Linked DNA regions of Gossypium hirsutum: region 1 is linked to region 2. Evidence: chromatin contacts called from public Hi-C data. All regions are on one chromosome and are shown on one strand. The core of a region is the stretch at or near the end of the contact, and the rest is flanking DNA. Distances in the headings are between cores, read along the strand shown. Region 1 holds the start of LOC107938881 (basic leucine zipper 4). Region 2 holds the start of LOC107933518 (U-box domain-containing protein 30).

The links. Hi-C and Micro-C count contacts between places; a contact is called where the count stands out from the background.
Region 1: a Hi-C map of leaf shows a contact between it and region 2, with 2.0 times the contacts expected there. The contact joins the promoter of LOC107938881 here to the promoter of LOC107933518 in region 2. A contact is called at or near these places in 2 of 34 Hi-C or Micro-C datasets (both in leaf).

What each region holds. Positions count from the first base shown.
Region 1 is chrA12:44,260,038-44,264,327 of Gossypium_hirsutum_v2.1, forward strand. LOC107938881 (basic leucine zipper 4) reads left to right here and starts at 1,970. Exons shown (of 1, transcript XM_016872132.2): 1 at 1,970-2,871. The coding sequence starts at 2,019. The coding sequence ends at 2,579.
Region 2 is chrA12:43,749,554-43,754,185 of Gossypium_hirsutum_v2.1, forward strand. LOC107933518 (U-box domain-containing protein 30) reads left to right here and starts at 2,595. Exons shown (of 1, transcript XM_016865754.2): 1 at 2,595-4,632. The coding sequence starts at 3,215. The coding sequence ends at 4,570.

The DNA of each region.
Region 1 (4,290 bases), core at 720-3,219, 510 kb after region 2:
CGACATTCAAGTGACCAATCAGACCATTTATTCACAATCAAATCGCTAGAATTAACATCTAAAACCGTAGTTACATTTAAGAACTTCGACAAAAAATCCCCAAAATGAAAACTAACGTTTACCGATAAACAAGCAGCAATTACACAAAGCTTAATTTGTTGGAGAAACATTAGACGTCGCTCACTCCTCTCCTGATTCGAACAAACCAATTAAACCAACAACCAACGAAGAATCAATCTTTACAAAGATCTCAAGAAACAAACTGAAAAATTCACTAAACTAATAATCTATAAATAGAATTACACACTTACCCGAATGAATTAGAACACCTAACAGTATATCGAGCGAAGAATTCCCACACTAATGTCAAGAATTGAAGCAAAAGTAAAAGAAAAGAAACTGAAAAGAAAACACAAGGAAAACAAAAGGGAACAAAAAATCGACAAATTTTGGGAAAAATAAAAATAAAAAAGTGGAGAAAAAATAAATTGATTAAGTGATTTAAAAAACAAAACTTATTTATTTTAAAAAAACATGCCAAACATTTCCTTATTGGTTCCATAGAGACTTGAACGCAAAACTAAAGAATTAGTTAAAGCTTTACCACTGAACCAGTAAGCCCATTGTTAATATAAATTTACACAGAATTAAACTTAAGTTGAGAGTTCAAAGACAAAGGTTGAGTAAAAAAGATAACAAAAATTTCCAATAGTGGGACTTAAATCCCTAATCTCAAACACACAACCAATGCTCCAAACCACTGAAGTAAATACATATCTTATGACTAAATTTAACAAACAAAAATTTAAAATTTTGAGGCGTTACATTGAAGGTTAAAGTTATTGGATTTTTTAGAATTTGAACATAATTTTGTAAACATTAAGGGTTAAATTTTTTGAATTTTTTTAATATTTAAGATCAAATTAATAGAATGCCTAAACATTAGGGGGTTGAATTTGTTATTAGACTAATAAAAAAAGGGCTTTCCGTCACTCATCTAACGGCAACTAATGGGGGAATGATTAAATTATTTAATTTCTAAAAGTTTAGTGATTAAATAAAAAAACAATAGCTAGGTGACTAAAATAGAACTAAAGACATAGTTAGGTGACTATTTTTATAATTTACCCTTAATTGTTGTATATAATCTGATTTATATACTAAATACATATGTTTATGTTTAAACTTTTAAGAGTGAGGTTGGGCGAAGAATTTTAAATTTTTAGAGATTTTTAAAATGTTAGTATTTTAGAATTCATAAATTCAAAATGGTAATAATTGTAATTGATTAGTTTGGATAAATAGTTCTTCCATGAAAACTTGAAATAATGAAATTTTACAAACTAAAAATATAATTATAAAAGAAAATTAATAATATAGAAAATATTCAATAGGAATATCATTAGATTTGTAAAAATTATAAATATTTTTAACAAAATAATTTTTTTAAAAAAACTAAAATTATGTAAAATAAATCGGATATCAAATTCCTCAAAAAAAAAATTAATTACTATATTATTTTTACCGAAACAACACTCTAAATCCTTGGTTGAAACACACACCTTATGGCATAACATTGTACTAAACTTTGTTGAAAATTTTGGAAAATGATCCATGACTATGAGGAAGTAGGAATTTATGTGATGTTCCTTACATTCAGGAACTTCCTAAGAAGCAGGAACTTAAATTTCTTTCACATTCCTGTTCATTAGTTGAATTAAATTAATTATGGGGTAATGATGCCGCCCCAGAAAAGTTTGATTAAATTATAATAAAAATTTAAAAGTAGGCCTCATAGATGGACATGATCGAATGCTTTTGATCTGATGGAGACTTGAACCATCTATCTACTCCCACCCATCACCTAAATAAATGGCTTTTTAATTAACTCTACTTTATTGATAATATTACCAAACTACCCTTAAGCTGCCCATAAATACAGGCCTCCTACGCTGCATTTCTTCCCTTTTCTCCTCCTTTTCTTTCCCCATGTATGTTTGTTATTCTTAAAGGAAGCCATGTTGTCCACTGTTCCGGCCATTATTTCCTCCAATCCCATGATGGAAAGTGATCCATTTCCCTCTCTCCAAAGCGCTTGGGATTGCTCCCAACTTTTTTCCACTACCCAATCAGTAGGACCCGCTCGGTCCGGTTCCGCTTCGACTGAACTGAACCAAACCCAAACCCAAACTCACTCCAATTCCGGTTTGGACGAATCAAACCAAACGCTTTTCATCATCGATGAAAGAAAGAGAAGACGCATGATATCGAACCGGGAATCGGCCAGGAGGTCACGGATGCGTAAACAGAAGCATTTAGAAAACCTAAGGAACCAGGCGAACCGGCTTAGAATCGAGAACCGACAACTGACTTACCGTTTGAGGTTCCTTTTGTACCACTGTCATCGTGTAAGGACTGACAACGACCGCCTCCGATCCGAGTCCACTCTGCTCCGACAAAAATTGTCGGACATGCATCAAAATTTGCTATTCAAGCAGCTGCAGCAGTTTTCATCTGCATGGCCATGCAATAATGTGACTGTCATGTCCGAAAAAATTCCACCACCATTAATCATCTAAACGCATACATATATTAAACTTCACAATAAAACTACATTAAATTTCTCTCCAAAAGCGAGAAACTAGCTATCTCTTTCTGTAAATTAAAATGGTGTTAGAGAAAGAAAATGGATGGGTTTTTTTTCTGTCTTCCTTTTTTGCTAAAGAGATACGAAACCACAGAGTATTATAGTGTAGAAATAAGTTGAGTCAGTGTTTGGTTTTTGTCAACGTTATTTTTGTTTTCTTCTTTTTTATTGTTAGCTTTGAAAAATCCCTCCCACTATGCAATATAGCAAATCATTGAAACTTACTTTTTTATTATTTTGTATATCTCATCCCAGTGTCTCAAAGTTATCATTTAATTTTGGGTTTCATTTCATCACTCCATTGGGCTTCTAAGATACTCTTGCTCTAATATTATATATGATAAAATATATTGGTGTTGGTAAACTATTCAAATTCGATTCGATAATTATCAAATTAAATTCGAATTTAATAATACTTTATTTGAACAGTTCACAAGTTATATTGAGCTTTTCATTTTTTTATTTTTGTTAAATTATGTAATTATTGAGTTGAGTTCAAGTTTAAATACAAAAATTAATAAATAAATTTAATCGATCTCAAACTTAAAAATATATCTTCGATCAAATTCGAGTTAAATATTAAACTTTAAATTTCAAATCAAATTAGAACTTAATAATATTTAGGCTCGGCTGAATTTGATTATGCTCCTAACAAAAACAAAAAAAAGTTATTGAAGGGTAAGGTTGTCCTTCCCTTTGGCATAAAGTGAAATAGAATATGCTAAAATTAACAGTGAAGGAAAGGTTTTAACGGCTAATGATGAATCCCCCTGCGGCCCCAAAAAATTCACCTATATTTCAGAAATAAATTTAGATTATAATAAAATGTAAAGAAGATGTGATAGAGAAATGAAGGATGTATGGACTACCACTAGAATTTAGATCACCTATTTTTAATTAAGTTTAGTTTTATGATGAGCGCGGAGATCTTCCCACTAAACCCCAATCCAATCACTTTATCATCCTTCCTTCAATAAAAGAAGAGAATATAAATATCTTCCCACTTGAGCCACAAAAGATCTTGCACCTCCTGTGTTCATCCACAATTCTTGATTGCGTTTGCCACAAATCCAAAATACAACTGGGTGCACCCTACTTATTTACTTCTTCTGATTGCTTCATTTTTAGTTGTAAAAAATTATAGTTAAAAGATAAAATATTTGAAACTAAATCTATATCAATAACAAATGAAATATAATTTTTTAAGTAATTAATATAATTTGGTTGTAAAATTAATGATACATAAAATATTTTTAAAATATAAATTAAACAATAAATAATATTTAAATTAATATAAAGATACATAAAATATAAATTAATTTAATTATTATTTTCTTTTTAAATAATCAATATAAATAATGATATTTTAATAATTTCACTTTAAAATAAAATTTAAAAAAAAACTAAATTACCTAAATATCAACTTTTACATTTGAATTGAAAGTTACTTTTTTGACAATATTTTTTTTATTGAGAAGTTAAATATTCTCTGTTACTTCTATTATGGAAAAACACTTTTGATTTTGCAAAAGCAATGGAAAACAACTTTGTATCAAGGTTTTTTGAATTGCACCAGGTTTTTAATTTTTTAAATATTTTTTTTAATTTTTAATAATTTATTTAATCAAATTAGACGAATCAAA
Region 2 (4,632 bases), core at 1,345-3,844:
ATTCTAAAAATAAAATGACAAACAAATCCAAGTTTTATTTTATCAAAATTGACTTTTTTTTCTTTTTAAATATAAAATAAATGATTGCAAAATATAATGATGCAATAGAAAAAAACTCTAATGGGCGAAAATAAAACATATAAAAAGATTTGGGAAGTCAGTAATAAGAATTGAAGCTTAGAGCCCAAAGTATTTGTTTGTTTTATTTTTCAAAAGAGTTTGAGACGAGGGATGTAAATGGGCATTGCTCATTATTTTATGGGCTTATGTTAACTCTTATTTCTTTTTTCTTAAGAAATATGAGAAATAAGTACATGTTTTCATTATGTCTTAATACATGTTTTCACACCTTTCGCTTTACACGATGAAGTTAAATTTGATTGTGCTATTTCTATGTTCTTTTATTTTCACTATAAATATATAACATGATAATTTAGTTAAACCCTCTACCTAATGTAATTATATATTTGAAATTTTATTTTTTATAATTAATAAGGATTTAATAGCAAGATTGAGGTTTAGAAATTTTTGAGATGTAACTCCCACTTTATATAAGTTTTGTTGAGTATCTAAATTTGTTCTCATGTATGGATTATGTTTAAATATATTTCAATTGTTAGTTTAATTAATTGATTTTGATTTGAAGTTATTGTATGTATTAATTAGTTCAGATTAATTTATTATAAATGTGATTGTACTGGTAAAAGAAAAAACATTTTAATTTCTATTCAATTGTAGCATTTTACAAAACAAACATATTTATTTTTTTCAAATTGGTTTAATATAGTTTTTTATTCTTATAATATGTAAATAAAAAAGTTAATAATTTTTAAAATTATAAATTAAATTAAAATTTATCAAAGTATATTCATAAAGCAGCTGACTGCTTTAAAAAAGTGCATTTTTGTGGGTCACGTGACACCCTATACTGGGAGCATATGCTCATGTGATTCCCTACTGTTTTTAGGTATATTAAAAAACTTTCTTGATTTCTTCCCTCTTTTATAAATCTCAAATTTAGCTCACCCCACTCAATTATTTTAGCATAAAGAAGCTTGGAATTCGAGGATAATTTTTTTTTAAAAAAATACTGATATTTGAATTTTAGATTACTTTTTAAAAATTATTATATAAATAAAATTGAATTAAAAATTTTAAAATATTAGGTTTTAAATTTCGTAAATTAAATTTTATTATATAAATAATTGTGGTTAATATATTACTTAAAAACATATAAATCCAAAAAAAAAGCTGTCCAAAATTAATAGCCAATTAATCTAATTAATTCCAACCTCACCCATCGAGTTTGCAAACTACTCAAATATTTAATATTTTATTACACTTTAATGCAAACCTAAATCCATTATATTCATTTAATTAAATAATATTTTTGAGAAGCCGCTAGCCCTTACCACCCAAATTTCAAATCCTAATTATAGACCATATTGTATTTGGTGAATAATTATTAATATTTGCATATGAAAATCAAATTATGTTCTTAAAAAAAATCTGGAAAAACGAGGGAGCGTGAAATACTTATGATATTGTGCTGAACACTCACTGTACCATGGCACAGAAAAATAAACAAATACTAATTTCAAGTCATTATTAATAAAGATTACAGAAAACAAAGGAGGGAGTGTGGAGGGCAGGGCTTTCATGATCTACGTGGCAGGTGGTGATTGGTTAGATCTGGAAGTGGGGCAAAGGCAGTCAACGCAAAGACCGGAAAAGTGGAGCAGCACAGGCGTGCAGTCAAAGCAAAACTGTCACGGTCAAAATGCTTTGCTGGCACTTTACCTAAAATAAATAAACACATGAAATTATTTTTCTTTTTAAAAAAAAAATAGGGAGGTGGGAAGTTCCCCAGTGGCCCTCACAATTCTTTTAGGTGTAAATATCAACAGATTTTATATATTGTATTTCAATAAAATTTCTATAAATGAGTAGTTATAAACAATATAAGAATGACATTAAAGAACTGAAAATAGATGATTATTATTATTATTATTATTAATTTTGAAATTAGATTTTGTCCACATAACATATGTGGATGAAGTTTCTTAAGATTAAAAGAGATTCCTTTTAGCTAAAACAACAAACATTAAAATCAAAATCAAAATCTTGATTCCATTTTTTCAAAACCAAAATTCATTAGTTCAATTTATTAATGAAAACTAACTTTTTAGTAACATCACTGTTAAATTAAAAGTAATAGCGGGGAGATTACGGCAAAGAATTGATATGACTGCACGTGTGGTGTGCGGATCGGGTGGCTTAATTACCGGTAACTTGGTAATTTTCAACTTTCCCTTCTTCTTCTTCTTCTTCTTTTTTTTTTACTCTGGTAAAATATTAGGGAAAAAAAATGTCATTTCCTCGTTCAAAGAAAAAAAAAAGCAACGCATTTATATATTAAGATGATCTCATTAATAATTAATTTTTATTATTTTTCGTGAAGGTTTTTTTTAATAATTTTAAAATTATTTTATTTTTATCCAGCAAACAACTGCCCCAAAAGAAGAGCAGTAGGGAAGCCTTTGCAGGACATGGCTTTTCTCTGTTCTTCTCTTTCTCTCCATTTTGTGGTAAGGCCTGTTTTCACAATAACTTGATTCTCTTCACTAAATTCTTGTAACGTTTTCATTTTTTTCTTGTTTGGGTTTTTTCCCCCTATTTTTTCTGTACCATTAATGGTTGGGTTTAGAGGAAAAAGGTCTAATTGATTAGCTTTTGTACTACTCTTTTAACTGTTTATCTTTGACTGCTTTCTTTTACTAGTATCTTTCTTTTCTTTGCCTACTTATTTTTGCTGTTTTGGGGTGCTTGATGATGGGAAGCTTGTACAAGAAGTGAAAGATGGGAGCTTGATTATTGTGTGTTTATTACTGATATTATTGTTATTATGATGGACTTTTGACCCTAGAAAAAGAGATCAGGATAAAGCAAAATAGATGTGTGAGTTTGTAGAGAGAAAAAGAAGGTATTTTTCTTGCTTTATGATTTGTCAATGAGAGAGGAATTGATTGGAAATATACAAGTTCCATTCTTTTTTCATAATGTGGGTTGAAGGGTGCTTGTCAGTGCAGTGAATTTAGAGCTTGTTGTGGGTAGTGTAGAGGGGTTTTAAAGATAATCCTTCTTTTTTGGTACCTTGAGAATCTGTGTTGCTTTATCTTTTTTTTTTTTGGAAAAAGAAGGGCGGGTTTCAAAGATGCCTATGTTTCAACCCTCAAAGAGGGATGGGGTGGTTGTTGCTGCATTTGATGGTAGTGGTGATGGGCAAGTTCTGGATCTGGATACTGCTGTTAAAGATGGGGTTTTGGGTGGCGTTGGTGGTGGAGTCATTGGTGCTGCCGTTGGTGAGAAATTGGATCTGAAGAAAATGATTGAAGAGCTTGATTTACCTGAGATTCCTTCTGTGTTTATTTGTCCCATCTCTCTTGAGCCAATGCAAGACCCTGTAACTCTTTGCACTGGCCAAACATATGAGAGGTCCAACATTCTCAAATGGTTCAATTTGGGGCACTATACTTGCCCCACTACAATGCAAGAACTCTGGGATGATTCTGTTACCCCAAATAGAACCCTTTACCATTTGATTTACACTTGGTTTTCGCAGAAATATTTGCTTATGAAGAAGAGATCCGAGGATGTACAAGGAAGGGTAAGTGAGCTTCTTCAGACCTTGAAGAAGGCTAAAGGTCAGGCCAGGATTCAAGCCTTGAAGGAGCTTAAGCAAGTTGTGGCTGCACATGCAACAGCAATGAAGACAGTGGTCGATGAAGGTGGAGTTTCTCTAATTTCATCCTTGTTAGGTCCATTTACTTCCCATGCTGTTGGTTCAGAGGCGATCGCCATTCTTGTCAATTTGGAGCTTGATTCAGAGTCCAAAACCAATTTGATGCAGCCAACAAAGATTTCGTTGATGGTAGACATGCTGAATGAAGGGTCAGTGGAGACAAAGATCAATTGTACGCGATTGATAGAGAAGTTAATGGATGAGAAGGAATTTCGGGCTGAGAGCATCTCCAGCCATCGGCTATTGGTTGGTCTAATGCGCTTAGTGAAGGATAAGAGGCACACGAATGGAATCATGCCTGGTCTTAGCTTGCTCAGATCTATATGCTTACATAAACAAGTCATGGGTTTGATTGTGAGTATTGGCGCCGTTTCTCAATTGGTTGAATTGTTACCTGCTTTGGAACCTGATTGCCTGGAATCAGCCCTTTTCATATTGGACATGTTATCATCACTACCAGAAGGCAAAGCAGCATTGAAGGATTGTGGAAACACAATTCCGAATATGGTGAGGCTCTTGATGAGAATTTCAGAAAGCTGTACTCAATATGCATTGTCAATACTGTGGTCCGTATGTAAACTTGCCCCTGAGGAATGCTCCTCAGTTGCTGTAGAAGCCGGTTTGGCAGCAAAGCTGCTTCTCGTGATTCAGAGCGGTTGCAATCCTCTGTTGAAGCAAAAATCTTCGGAGCTCTTGAAGTTATGTAGCCTAAATTATACAGACACCATCTTTATTTCAAAGTGCAAGCTCACAAGGACAATCCTATGACAAGTTAAAGGGCCTGCCATGATTGGTTCTTGAAATCTTCCAAGAATGAACGATCATATACT